2 separate regions of the Triticum aestivum genome follow, and region 1 is linked to region 2. A link is a contact called in public Hi-C data. All regions are on one chromosome and are shown on one strand. Each heading gives the region's core, a stretch centred on a gene start, on an enhancer-like site or on the middle of the called end of the contact. The rest is flanking DNA. Distances are from core to core; before and after follow the strand shown.

Region 1 (6,452 bases), core at 3,549-6,048, 500 kb after region 2:
TCCGGATGTTATTCAAGAGGTTAAACACACGCTGGATATAACCCTAGAAGCGTTCGAACCCAAGTACTTGGGCTTGCCGGTTCCGGAGGGGAGGATGCATAAAGGGAAATTTGAGACTCTCCAAGAGCGTTTGAGGAAAGTGCTTGTGGATTGGAGTGAACAGTACATGTCGTCGGGGAACAAGGAGATTCTTATTAAGTCAGTGGCACGGGCCATACCAGCATATGTAATGAGTGTCTTCAAACTCCCGGCTTCTGTTTGTGATGATCTTACAAGGATGATACGTTAGTATTGGTGGGGGGTAGAGAACGGCAAGAAGAAGATGGCATGGATGAGCTAGGATAGGCTGCGTCTGCCTAAACCCATGGGGGGCATGGGGTTTAGGGATATGAGGGCGTTTAACCAAGCGCTACTAGCTAAGCAAGCCTAGAGGCTCCTGGATAGACCAGATAGCCTATGTGCGCGGTTGATGAAGGCAAAATACTATCCTTCTGGTCAGCTTTTGGATACGGTGTTCCCGGGCTCTGGTTCTGAGGTATGGAAAGGTATTCTACATGGCCTTGCGTTGGTCAAGAAAGGCGTCATCTGGCGGGTCGGTAATGGCATGATGATCCGCACCTGGCGCGACCCTTGGCTGCCCCGGCCGTTTTCCTTCCGTCCGATAACTCCTAAGGGAAACTGTCGTTTTAACAGAGTCTCTGACTTTTTGGATGATAATGGTGCATGGAATCAGACTCGGCTGAGGGAGTTCTTTTGGCAAATGGATGTTGGTCACATCCTGAAAATCAGAACTTCGCCTCGCCAACGTGAGGACTTTTTGGCCTGGTTCCCGGAAAAGAGTGGGGGGTTTACGGTGAGGAGTGCATGCAAGCTGGCTACATATGATCACAATGTTATTACAGCAAATGGTGCCTCGAGTACTGCCCCAGATGGGAACCGGTCAGGATGGAACTACATCTGGAAGTCTAGGGTTCCTCAGAAAATGAAGATCAACGCATGGAGATGTGTGACGGGGACTTTGGCAACGCAGAGTTGCAAGGCATACAGACATCTGACGACACGATCAACCTGTCGGATTTGTGGGGTGGAGGAGGAGGACTCATTTCATGCCTTGGTGACTTGCTCACATGCACGTTTGCTCTGGATTAACATGCGCTGCCGCTGGCCACTCCCGGAGGATGATTTCTTAATCCATGATGGGAGAGAATGGTTAACTACTTTACTGGCGAAGTGCTCGACCGATGTCCGAGACAAGCTACTTATGTTTATTTGGCGGATTTGGCAGCTACGTAACGACCTGATCCATGGGAAGGAGATCCCTCCTATTCCAGCCACCGTTGAATTCCTTGACAGTTACTACAAGTCCATTAAGCTGGCTGCATGCTACACTACGGAGGAGATCATTAACGGAAAAATGTCAACCGGGGAGATGCCGATACCAGACCAAAAGGGCAGGGTCATATCGACTCCATGGCCGGCGCCTCAGCCAGGTAGGGTGGCTCTATCAGTTGATGGCTCGTTCCTGAAGGAGGATGGATCTGCTGCTGTTGGTATGGTGCTTAGAAATGACAAAGGAGATGTCCTAATGGCTGCCTACCGTTTCATCTTTTATTGCAATGACCCGCTGGAAGCAGAACTACATGCAATCATGCAAGGTTTGGCCTTAGCACTACAACACTCTGACTTGCCGGTGGTGGTTCAGACGGACTCGTCTGAAGCTTTGTCTAGCTTGACAAATGATGCACTTCTTCGTTCGGCGTATGGACAAATCGTCATGGAGATCAAAGCACTTCTTGGTACTGGGGAGTTTTTTCCTCAAGACTTTAAAATAGAGTTGCCGATCGGTTGGCTAAGTATAGCCGCACCGAGCGTGCCACGGCTGTCTGGCTGCGCTCGGTTCCACCTTATATTGAGGACTTGTGGCCTCTCGACTGTAACTCTATAACTCTTTAATAAACTCCCTTTACCCTCGCAAAAAAAAACTAAAATGCATCTAGATACATCTATATCTGCGACAAGTAATTCGGAACGGAGAAAGTAGTATCAAGGAAAGAACATGTCAGGATTACAAGTTTGCATGTGGAACATCTTGCATCTCATCGAGGTTGTGAGGAACTGTCTGTCCCCGGGCACGGTTGCTTGGAAGGCAAAACTCAAGACGCCGAGATTAAATGAGCACATATATCAGAAATGGTACGGAGTACGTACCAGAGAAGCACCGGAGGACATGTCAAGAAAAAAAGCTACCGAAGGAGAAACGCGTTGCTTTGGCAGGCGGATCGCAAATGGCGGAGATTAAATGAGCACAGAAATGGCGCGTAGCAGTGCCAGCGAAGTGCCCAAGGACATGTCAAAAGACGAGAAGTGCCGAAGGAGACAAACGCATCAACTTGATACGGGATACTGGACCACGCATGAGCACATGCACGGTGTACTGACCAGCGTTGCCAATACGCTGGGCAATTACGGCAGGAAGCAGTAATCACCAGCTGCCCAGTGCCCTAGAAGGACAGGAGATGTAAACTATAACATTTTCAGTCACATAATTACCACCGTTTATCAGCGGCGGTGGATGCCGGGGTGGAGGCCTCGGCCGGCGGAGCTGGTGGTGGCCTTCTCGTCATAGTGATGAGAGGTCAAGTGTGGCTGAGCATGGGGCGGCGTGCGGATATGACGGTCCTGACGTTGGTTGTCGTTGTATGGGCGACGACAATGGTTGGTGCGGCGGTGGGTGCTTCCTGGAGCACCCAGAATCAAGGCGGCAACCCCTCTTCTTCGACGGCGGCGGACTCCGTGGTCATGCAAGCGAAGCGGAGTCTGAATTTCGAGGTGGTGACGGCCTTCTGAGGCTGGTGGCAGCATGGGACGTCCCTTTCATCAACAGATCAAGTTCGATGCGGCTCAGAAGGTAACACATGCATCTCTTTCGGAGTCGTCGACCACTGCCTGCCGTCGGTAGGTGAAGCCTCCGGTGGATGCTACGCACGATGTCTCATGCGGGGACGTCAAGTCATGCCTGCTATCAGCACGTGCTGCACAGTGGCTCTGGCGAAAGTCTCATGTGCTAGCCTGTTGCTGATGGATCGAAGATGTTGCGACAATGGCGGGAGACAGACGATATGGGACATCTGTCTCCTGATGTCTTCTCCATAGGTATCCGATTATCAAGGCGTTGGTACTCGGATAAGGGAAGATGGTACATTCGGCTTCAATGGCGACTTTATGCACTCCAGTGAAAACACAAGATCTATAATCAGGCTATGTCGACGTGTGCCTGTGTCGGTGTCCTTGCTGATGGTGGTGGATTGAAGCTTGACTTTAGGGATGAGAATCCGAAATTCAACCATGTGTTGGACTCGCTATCATCGGCGCACGTACGATGATTCCTTCTTGAAGGCGTAACCTAGCAGTTGTGTATTTTTTTATTTTATTGTCGTCGTGTAACATAGGGTTAGTGGTTATGTGGTGGAGTTACTGTCGCGAGGCATGCACCCTTGGATTTTTCTTTTCGCTTTATTGCCGACTCGATGTTGTTCGGCTGCTCGATTTTGCATTCTTAATAACATATGGTTGTATGCATAATCCTGATGCAGAGGCTGGGGTTATCCTTTTAAAAAAAACTGCATTTCACAACCCTTGGGACAAAAAATCACATATTGAAACACAAACAGGTCAAACTGCACATTTATTGCTAAGAGAATCTCAGGCATATTGGATGCATGTTGGCCGGTGAATAGTGAAATGAAAAATGCTTTTAAAAAAAATACGAACTGGTGATTCATCGAAGCAAAGCCGCCGCGACTATACTTATTTAGCGTCAGCTAAACTCATGTCAGGATGCCTTGATCAGTCATCGTAATCATGGCGGCGGCGGTTGTTCCCGCGACGCTGCTTCCTCTCATCGTCGTCGTCGTCATCGTCGTCGTGCTTCTTGTAACGTGGCTTTCTATCATCGTCGTCGTCGTCGTCACGCTTCTTGTAACGCGGCTTCCTGTCATCCTCATCATCATCGTCGTCGTCACGTTTCTTGTACCGCGGCTTCCTCTCGCCATCGTCGTCGTCATCATCGTCGTGCTTCTTGTGCCGTGGCTTCCTCTCATCATCGTCGTCGTCGTCGCGCTTCTTGTATCGCCGCTGCCTATCCTCGTCATCGTCGTCATCCTACAAAGAAATACAGCAAAGAGATGATTCTCAGGGCAACGGAGTCAACGGTGTCCGTGGGCCCATCTCGCCAAGCATTCCGAAACGTAACAAAAGTCCGTGGCCGTGATGAGCACTCACATTCTTCTTGCGGCCGTAGCTGGGCCGGTCGTCGTCGTCGTCGTGCGCCTTCCTCCCTTGCCCGTAACCAGCAGAGGAGCCGTGTGTCTCCTCCGGCCTCCTCCCGTGACCTGCGGAGCCGTGGCTGTCCTGGTCCTGCGGCCTCCTGCGCTGCTGCTCGGCCGCGCCGTGGCTGTCGTACGAGGACGAGGAGGTGGAGGCGGTGGAGATGGGGTAGCAGATCTCGTCGGAGGGCGGGAGGGCGCGGCCGAAGGTGAGGGTGATGTCGTAGCCGCCGCCGTAGGGGGTGGGGTCGTGCTCGTCGAAGTCGGCCACCTCGTCGGCCTGGGCGCCGCCCCAGAAGATGCTCGCCATCCCGTGCGCACGTTCGTCCGCGTCTGCTGGAGGCTCCGGAGAGGGATCGAACGGGCTCTGCTAGCGCGGGAAACGCAGAAACGGGAAGAAGAAAGAGGATCGCGCGGGCCGCTCGGGGAGTTTCCACGGCTGGGAATCTGTCATGCCGAGATGGGCGCGGAAGTCGCGCGCGTTCTCTTTTTCCCGCCCGAGGATCGCGGCGACTGGCGGGGACCGATGGTTTCTCTCGCTCCATTTGCAGCTGCCTGACGACCGTCGAGATGTGCAGCAAACGGCACGACGCACGTACTTGTTGCCTGTAAATAGCAGCACAGCAGCAGGTGAGAGTATGCAGTGAAACACCGGAACCTGGGAACCGGAACAGATCACAAACTGAACAAGCTTTTCATCTTTTTCTTCCTTTTGGTTCTGACTGACACCTGACAGCATTACATTACATGTGTTGGCACATATAGCCACCATTTGGTGGAAACACAAGAGGGAAATGGAGGGGAGGAGAGGAGAGATGGTATGAGCAAAGCCCCCTGTTCCAACCGCCACGTCAGTTCCTTGTTCAACTGTTACATGGTCTGACAGTGTCCGTCTTCGTGAATGGATCGATGACAGGCGGGCTTAATACGGCTCATGCCACTGTTGGGACGAACTTACATCTTTACAGGAAAGCAAACGGACCAACATCACGCACGCTCTTTACTCTGCACACGCATTTGGTGTAGCTGTACAAAAAAACAATTCCTGTAGGTATGGACGCCGGGCAGCTGCTCATCTTCGTTTCACTTTTACCCGTCTGTTTGCTGTACTCTCTGCCTTGGTGCTTGGCTCGCGGGCAAGGGTTTCAGTAATGGTTTTAATGCAGCCATGATCTCCGCGAATGAAGGCCGCGCCCTTGGGTCCCTGCAGCAAATACAGGAGGCATGAACATTCAGACTACTAGGAATTGTACATTTGCCGAACAAGAATTCGGATGACGATTACGAAGGCACGATGTGCAATTGAAATTGCAACCGAGAGGATTAGGCATACTAACGTCTGCCAGCATCTTGTTATGATCTCTGCTACGGCGGGGTCGACGTTGTCTGGAATATCAAGGCGGCGACTCTGAAACCCAACTGCTCCAACGACTTGCATTGCGTTCATACCTTCCCAAGGCTGCTGTAGCGTACAAAGTTCCCACAGTATGACACCGTAACTAAAGACATCGCATCTGCCAACATACACAACCATTTCAGCAAGCACAAATTTATGTGAGACATGAATACATATGAACTGGGTTTTAAGCAGTAGACTGACTTCTCATCTGATGGTTCATTACGTAAAACTTCAGGTGCCATCCACTCCGCCTGCAAACCAACGCACACATTTAGTAATAAGTATGGTAGAGCACTTGAACCACCCAGATGCAAACAAGAACGCCTACATGTAACATAATCAAGTTTTGTTTTCCGCCAGTGTACAAGAATTATCTGATATAAGTGCAACAAAATTCGAAGACACTTAATCCCGTGCGCTAGCATAAGTACATTAGCGAACTATGTGACTACACCGCTAGGCGCTAGCTATTTGTGGACTTTGAACTAGAATACTTTAGTATAATAAAAGGGGTCACTTTTTCACAAAAATAAAAAAAATAAAGGGGGTCACTTGTGTGTGTTTTTAGCAATTGGCTTCCTCTGATGTCTTCCCAGCCGTTCAATGGCATTCGTTTATTAAGAGAGGAGAGAACGGTTTCCGGAACTGGAGAACTCGTACACTTCAACAAAATTTAAACATGCAGAAAGAAGTTCATCTATACTCTCCCACAGATGGAAATATGCAGT
Region 2 (5,557 bases), core at 461-2,960:
AGTATATCGGGTTAAATATTTCCATCTTAGTGCATCAACAGAGGACAATCCAGTTAGGCAGTTACCATTTAGCCAAAAGATAATAGTATGATGCGTTTTGTCTGTTGGAAGGCAAACTGATGGTATAGAGAATGTGTCATAAAGTGGTATCTTCTTAGCCAATCTAATTGCAACAACAACAAAGTCTTCCAGTCCCAAGCAAGTTCGGGTAGGCTAAAGTTGAAACCCCCATAAGATGTCGAAACCTAGTCATGGTTTTGGCACATGGATAGCTTAGCCCATCTAATTGCCTTACCAACAAAACTGAAGTTCTCAGATGACATAAACTTAGAACTATGTTACCTCTTAATGCCATATCAGTGTCCTTTACCGAACACAGCACCAATGTACCAATAACTGCATCCATGGAATCATCCTCTGCTGGCAAAGCTTCGGCGACCTAGGTAAAGCCATGCATACAAAACAGTTCTCATGCTAACAAAATGTAAGCAGACACCTAGTCCATGATCATAACTCATAAGGCATCATACTTCCATACCCCTCTTCTGAAAGTGAAATTTGATTGCGGAAGCCCGGCAGAATTTGCTGCTGCTCTAGAATACTCCTCCATGTACATGTTAGGATCTACCCCAGTTACATTTACACCATCAGCACTTGCATAGTACTTTAAGTTGGGGCCTGTTCCAACGCCAAGCTCCAGAATGTTCTCCCCCGCAACTGACAATTGGGAGAAGAGATTCGATTTATACTGCGCAATCTGCAAGCTTCACCAAGTGAAATGTTTAGTGAGAACATAACACGTTGTAAATATCACATCTCCGTTCCTGAAAACATATGACTGTATTTTTTATAGGAAAACTAAAACTACTGATCAGGTGATCATGGATATAACAAATAAGTACTAACACTTAACAGAACAGCACTCCAAGTGCCCACTTCTGACATTTATCTTCTCACCGGATGAAAATAAAAGTATGCATTACTTGAGACGCTTCACGAATCACGAGTTCACTATGTCATATTGTGCAATTCAATCAGATAGGAAACCAGACCGGCAATATCACAGATTGAAACATCCGAGAATTTGGGTTCGGTGGGTTCAGTTAGCTGCCCAGTTGCTGACACAGACTTGCAATCCTATGATGAGTTGTCTCATGGAAGTTGGTTAACACGTGACAAACTTGGGAATGATAAAGCAGTGGAACAAATATTAGGGGAAAATTATATACCTCGGCTTCATAAGACTGCATGCCCTTGTCCATGGCCGTCGCGTAAAGCTTCTCGTACCAGCCAGGCCTCGCTGGGTGCACCCGTTCAAGCATCACCTGCACCAAGCCACACCAAGTAAAATATAAGATTGTCACGAAGCCATGTAATTTGCATCGCAGATAGTGAATTGGTGACCGGAATAAGATTGGGCGTGAAGGAGCTTACGGCGGGGTCGATGGCTGGGGCGGCGAGGCACGGGGGGTTGACGAGATGGAGGAGGCCGGCGGCAGAGGATGCACCAAGGAGGTGGCGGCGGCCGCAGCGGCATCTCCCAAGGATAGCTACTAGAGTGCTTCTGCGGCGGGGTTTGAGGTTAGGATGTGAGCCGCGGCTGGGGACGGCGACCGCCGGGAGCGCGACGAGGCACCGCATGCCGAAGATGTTGGGGAACGGGGAGAGGAGTACGTGAACCAGGCTCGAAGGCGTAAACCACAACGCTCTGACACGGTTTTTTTTTCTTTGAGAATCTGACACGGTTAGGCTTATAAATTGCCGGGACATCGAAAGCCCAAAATCCCATATTTAGTTAGGCCGAGCCCATCAATATCTGGACATACTCCTTTTAACGATATTCTATGGGCTTTCCCTAGGCAAACGATATTCTATGGGCTTTCCTAGGCAAACGCCCGACGCGGCGAATCCTATTCCCCGCGTAGCTCGGGGAATAGTAATCAAAGGTGCACCCTCCGGCACGCCTCGTCCTCTGTACAAAGAGACGACCCGTTGTACCTTTTCCCCCACTGGTTTCGAGGAAGGCTAGCAAATTCGAAGGAATCATTGAATGAAAAAGGAGCAAAGAATGAAAAAAGACGAGTCTCTACTAGTCTTCACTCTTGTGGTTTTCTCTTCGTCGGTTTTTGTTTTCTTATTCGAAACCCTTCTTGAACCAGTTTTTTTTAAACATTTTTCATTATTATTTCCTTTATTGTTATTTTCATTTTTTAAAATCTTCAACTTGCAAAGTTTTTTTAAATCCCCGAATATTTTTTGAAATTCTTGATTTTTTAAGAAAATGAAGAACACCTTTAAAATTTTGAACAATTTTTTTAAATACGTGAATATCCTGTAAAATTGTGAAAATTTTCAGGTTTGCAAATAAATTATGAAATCACTGAAGATTTTCAAAATACATATCATTTTTTTATTTCATGAACACTTTTCAAAATCATGATTTTTTAGTTATGAAATTTTTCATAACCGTAATTGTTTTTTGAAATTGCAGATAATTTTTGAAATCATGGACATTTTTTAATTCATGATGTTTTGAAAGTTAAAAACATTCTTTTGAATTCGTGAACAACCCCGAACATTTTTTATAAAGTCATGAACATTTTTTCAGATTTGGGATTCGTGAACATTTTCGAAGTAAAAACAAGCAAAAAAAAGAAACAAAAAACAGGGCACCTCGCCTCACACTTGGGCTGGCCCAAAGTGCGCACACGAGAAGGGGGGGGGGGGTGTGCGTGATTCCTCGCTTTGCACGACGCGGCGCGAAGAATAGGAGCTCTCGCCCGCGTAACATCGTGTCCTAGGAAGCTCGAGCTTGGCGAGACGAGGGTGGAGCTACGGTGGTGAGCAGAAGTGGTGGTTGACGGACAACGAAGAACTGAGTATGAGTCGACGACGACACAATGGTGAGCCGTGACTATTCATGTGTAGGCGAGGAAGGATTGCGGCGGAGAGGTGGTGACACAAAACAACAATTTGCGACAAACTTGGTGGTGAACGTACGACGGGGAATGGGCCTGAACCAACGAGGACGTGACAACAAGCACTGTTGGCACATGTGTAAGCGAGGATGGGATCACGTTAGAGCTGGCCGCAACACAGTGGAGGCGAGGATGAAGCTTGTGGGTGGGGGTGGGGGTGCTCGTGTAGCGTACTGGTGTTGGAGAGGGGAAGGGTGGGGTTGGAAAGAAAGTAGGGGAAGAGGTTGACCAGGGGAGGCAACATGACAGCGAAAACGAGTGGTGGGGGACACCGGTTCAACCGTGTCAACTGAAATGCAGGGCGGCAAACACGAGGGAAGACAGTGGGTTGTGTGTTCCTAATGACGCCACATGTAGCTCGCGGAATAGGAGGTCTCCTTTCGCCGTGTGTGCACAGTTAGAGCAACTTTCGCAAATGTAGCCATAACGGTAACTTCCATAACACACATGAAGCATAGTACATAATTTTTGCAGGGCTGTCCACAAACACATAGTCGCCGTAATATAGTCTTCAAATTTTCTTTGTTTCTATATCTTGTTTACAATTTATATCAAACGTTGCAATAATTCAACAAATATTATTACAAACCATTAATAAAAAATATCACATAATCCAAATGCAATAAATAATACAATCAAATAAATTGTGAAAGTAAAAAATAAATTAACTTTAAACAAATTTAAACATATTATCTTCCAACTAGCTGTCAATGATGCTCAGTTAGTTTCTCCTTTGACTGATGATGGAACGCCCAGTCTTAAATCTTTTGGTACGCCTCAAGAAATGATTAATTGCGGCTTCTGTCCTTGTGAGGCCTGGCAATTGTGCCAATATCTTCAGTCAGTTGGGATTGCGATATCCCTATCATATTCTATGACTATGTTGTGTATGACCACACAACATGCTATAATATTTGTAAGACATCCTCTCGGACAATTGAAAACTTTGCATGCAGCACTCCAAATGCCCTCGGATTGTCTTTCCTCTAAGCCTCCTGCACATTGGCGATATGCTTAGGTTTCCTACTCTCGGTATTAGATACCCTGTTCATAAATATTGACAAAGATGGATAGGTGCCATTGACTAGATAGTAGCCTTTGACCTTTGTCATACTTATCATCGTTCAGTGTGAAGTTACAAGGTGAAGAAGTACCACCAGCTAGCCTTACAAACTGATGAGATCTCCGCAGGACATAGATGTCATTGTGAGATCCACAACCTAAAGTAACAATGCCATATTCATAAATCTTCGGAGGCAACAACTTTTTAAATTATTGTTGGATCCTTGCAATGCCCAGTGAATTAGTCGTGCCAAGCTTCAAGGCAATTCTTCCACCTCTAATGCATTCAATCAATACTTTCGGTATCCTACTTTTTAAAGACTCTGCTAGAGCAGCCTTTTTAACCAAAATTATCATAATGACTGTTATTATGACAATCAAACCGATACGTCGACTCCCCTTAGGTTGCTCTAACACCCGGCACAGTTCAGTCATAGTGATCCTAAGAAACATTTAGCAGTTGCTAAAAGAGAGAAGTTCAGTCATAACGATACGTCGACTCCCCTTAGGTTGCTCTTACACCCTGCACAGTTCAGTCATAGTGATCCTAAGAAACATTTAGCGGTGGCTAAAAGGAGAGAAGTTCAGTCATATCGGCATTGCCCACTATATGCGTGTACAGTTATGTATGCTAGTGTTGATCTTGTCGAAGTTCAGAGAGTGTAAACCTTCAGCCAAGGCTTCAGCTCTAGCTTGTACGCATGATCATTCAGACGCATGGTTTGGCCTCGTGTGCTGCCGGAGCTTGGCCTCTGCAGTGCCGCTGCCGCACCATCACCTTTCTCTCTTGTACTGTTTCATCAAAACTGACAAGTGACAGGGGGGCAAGGCGAGACAGGGGCAACCGGAGCCGCAGAATCACACTAGCTAGACGCGTGGTTCGGCCTGTCTAACTGTCTTTCGCCGAGCGGGATGTGATACGTGTCGGGACCGCGAGCTCAGTACCACGGCGACGTCCAGGTCTCTCTCTGTCTGCATGTGATGCCTCCTTCCCTGCTCCGATGCTTCTCCCATGGTTTACCGCTCGAGACACGTCGTTTCGCCGCTGTCGAGTGGTAGAGCAGGAGGTAAAAGGCTCCTTGGATCCTCTCGAGTTTGTTATTACCGGCGCGAGTACAAGGGTACACTTCTCCCGTTTCACCACAGTGCCTTGTAGTAGTACTACCTAACGTACTGCTGCCGTGCTGCGTCTTTCACTGCTCAGGAGTCGGGTGAGCACACCGCAATTAGGTCATGTTTGGTTTTAAATAAGTCACCAACTTATAAGTTGAAAAATGAAAAAAGTGATTTATTTTGCCAAACAGACTCAACTTATAAGTCACCTCAACTTATAAATCATAAGTTGCTCCACCCCAACTTAAAACTTATAAGTCACTCCCTTTTATATAGGTCCCACCATCTTTACATAAAAAAACAAGGTGAGAAGGTGTGCTCAAATGATTTATAAATCAGATGACAATCAAACATGCGTAACTTATAAGTCACTCGTTTTAAATCGCCTGACTTATAAGTCAGAT

What was found. Hi-C and Micro-C count contacts between places; a contact is called where the count stands out from the background.
Region 1: a contact with region 2 is called in a Hi-C map of leaf, with 3 times the contacts expected there. The contact joins the promoter of LOC123128389 here to the promoter of LOC123130979 in region 2. A contact is called at or near these places in 2 of 5 Hi-C or Micro-C datasets (both in leaf).

What each region holds. Positions count from the first base shown.
Region 1 is chr6A:545,649,606-545,656,057 of IWGSC CS RefSeq v2.1, forward strand. LOC123128389 reads right to left here and starts at 4,799. Exons shown (of 2, transcript XM_044548372.1): 1 at 4,282-4,799; 2 at 3,657-4,161. The coding sequence starts at 4,635. The coding sequence ends at 3,847. It overlaps LOC123128388 (probable serine/threonine-protein kinase SIS8), which reads right to left. Exons shown (of 13, transcript XM_044548371.1): 11 at 5,926-5,975; 12 at 5,663-5,839; 13 at 5,001-5,529. The coding sequence ends at 5,415.
Region 2 is chr6A:545,151,030-545,156,586 of IWGSC CS RefSeq v2.1, forward strand. LOC123130979 (methyltransferase-like protein 7A) reads right to left here and starts at 1,711. Exons shown (of 6, transcript XM_044550759.1): 1 at 1,435-1,711; 2 at 1,230-1,325; 3 at 539-757; 4 at 343-439. The coding sequence starts at 1,641.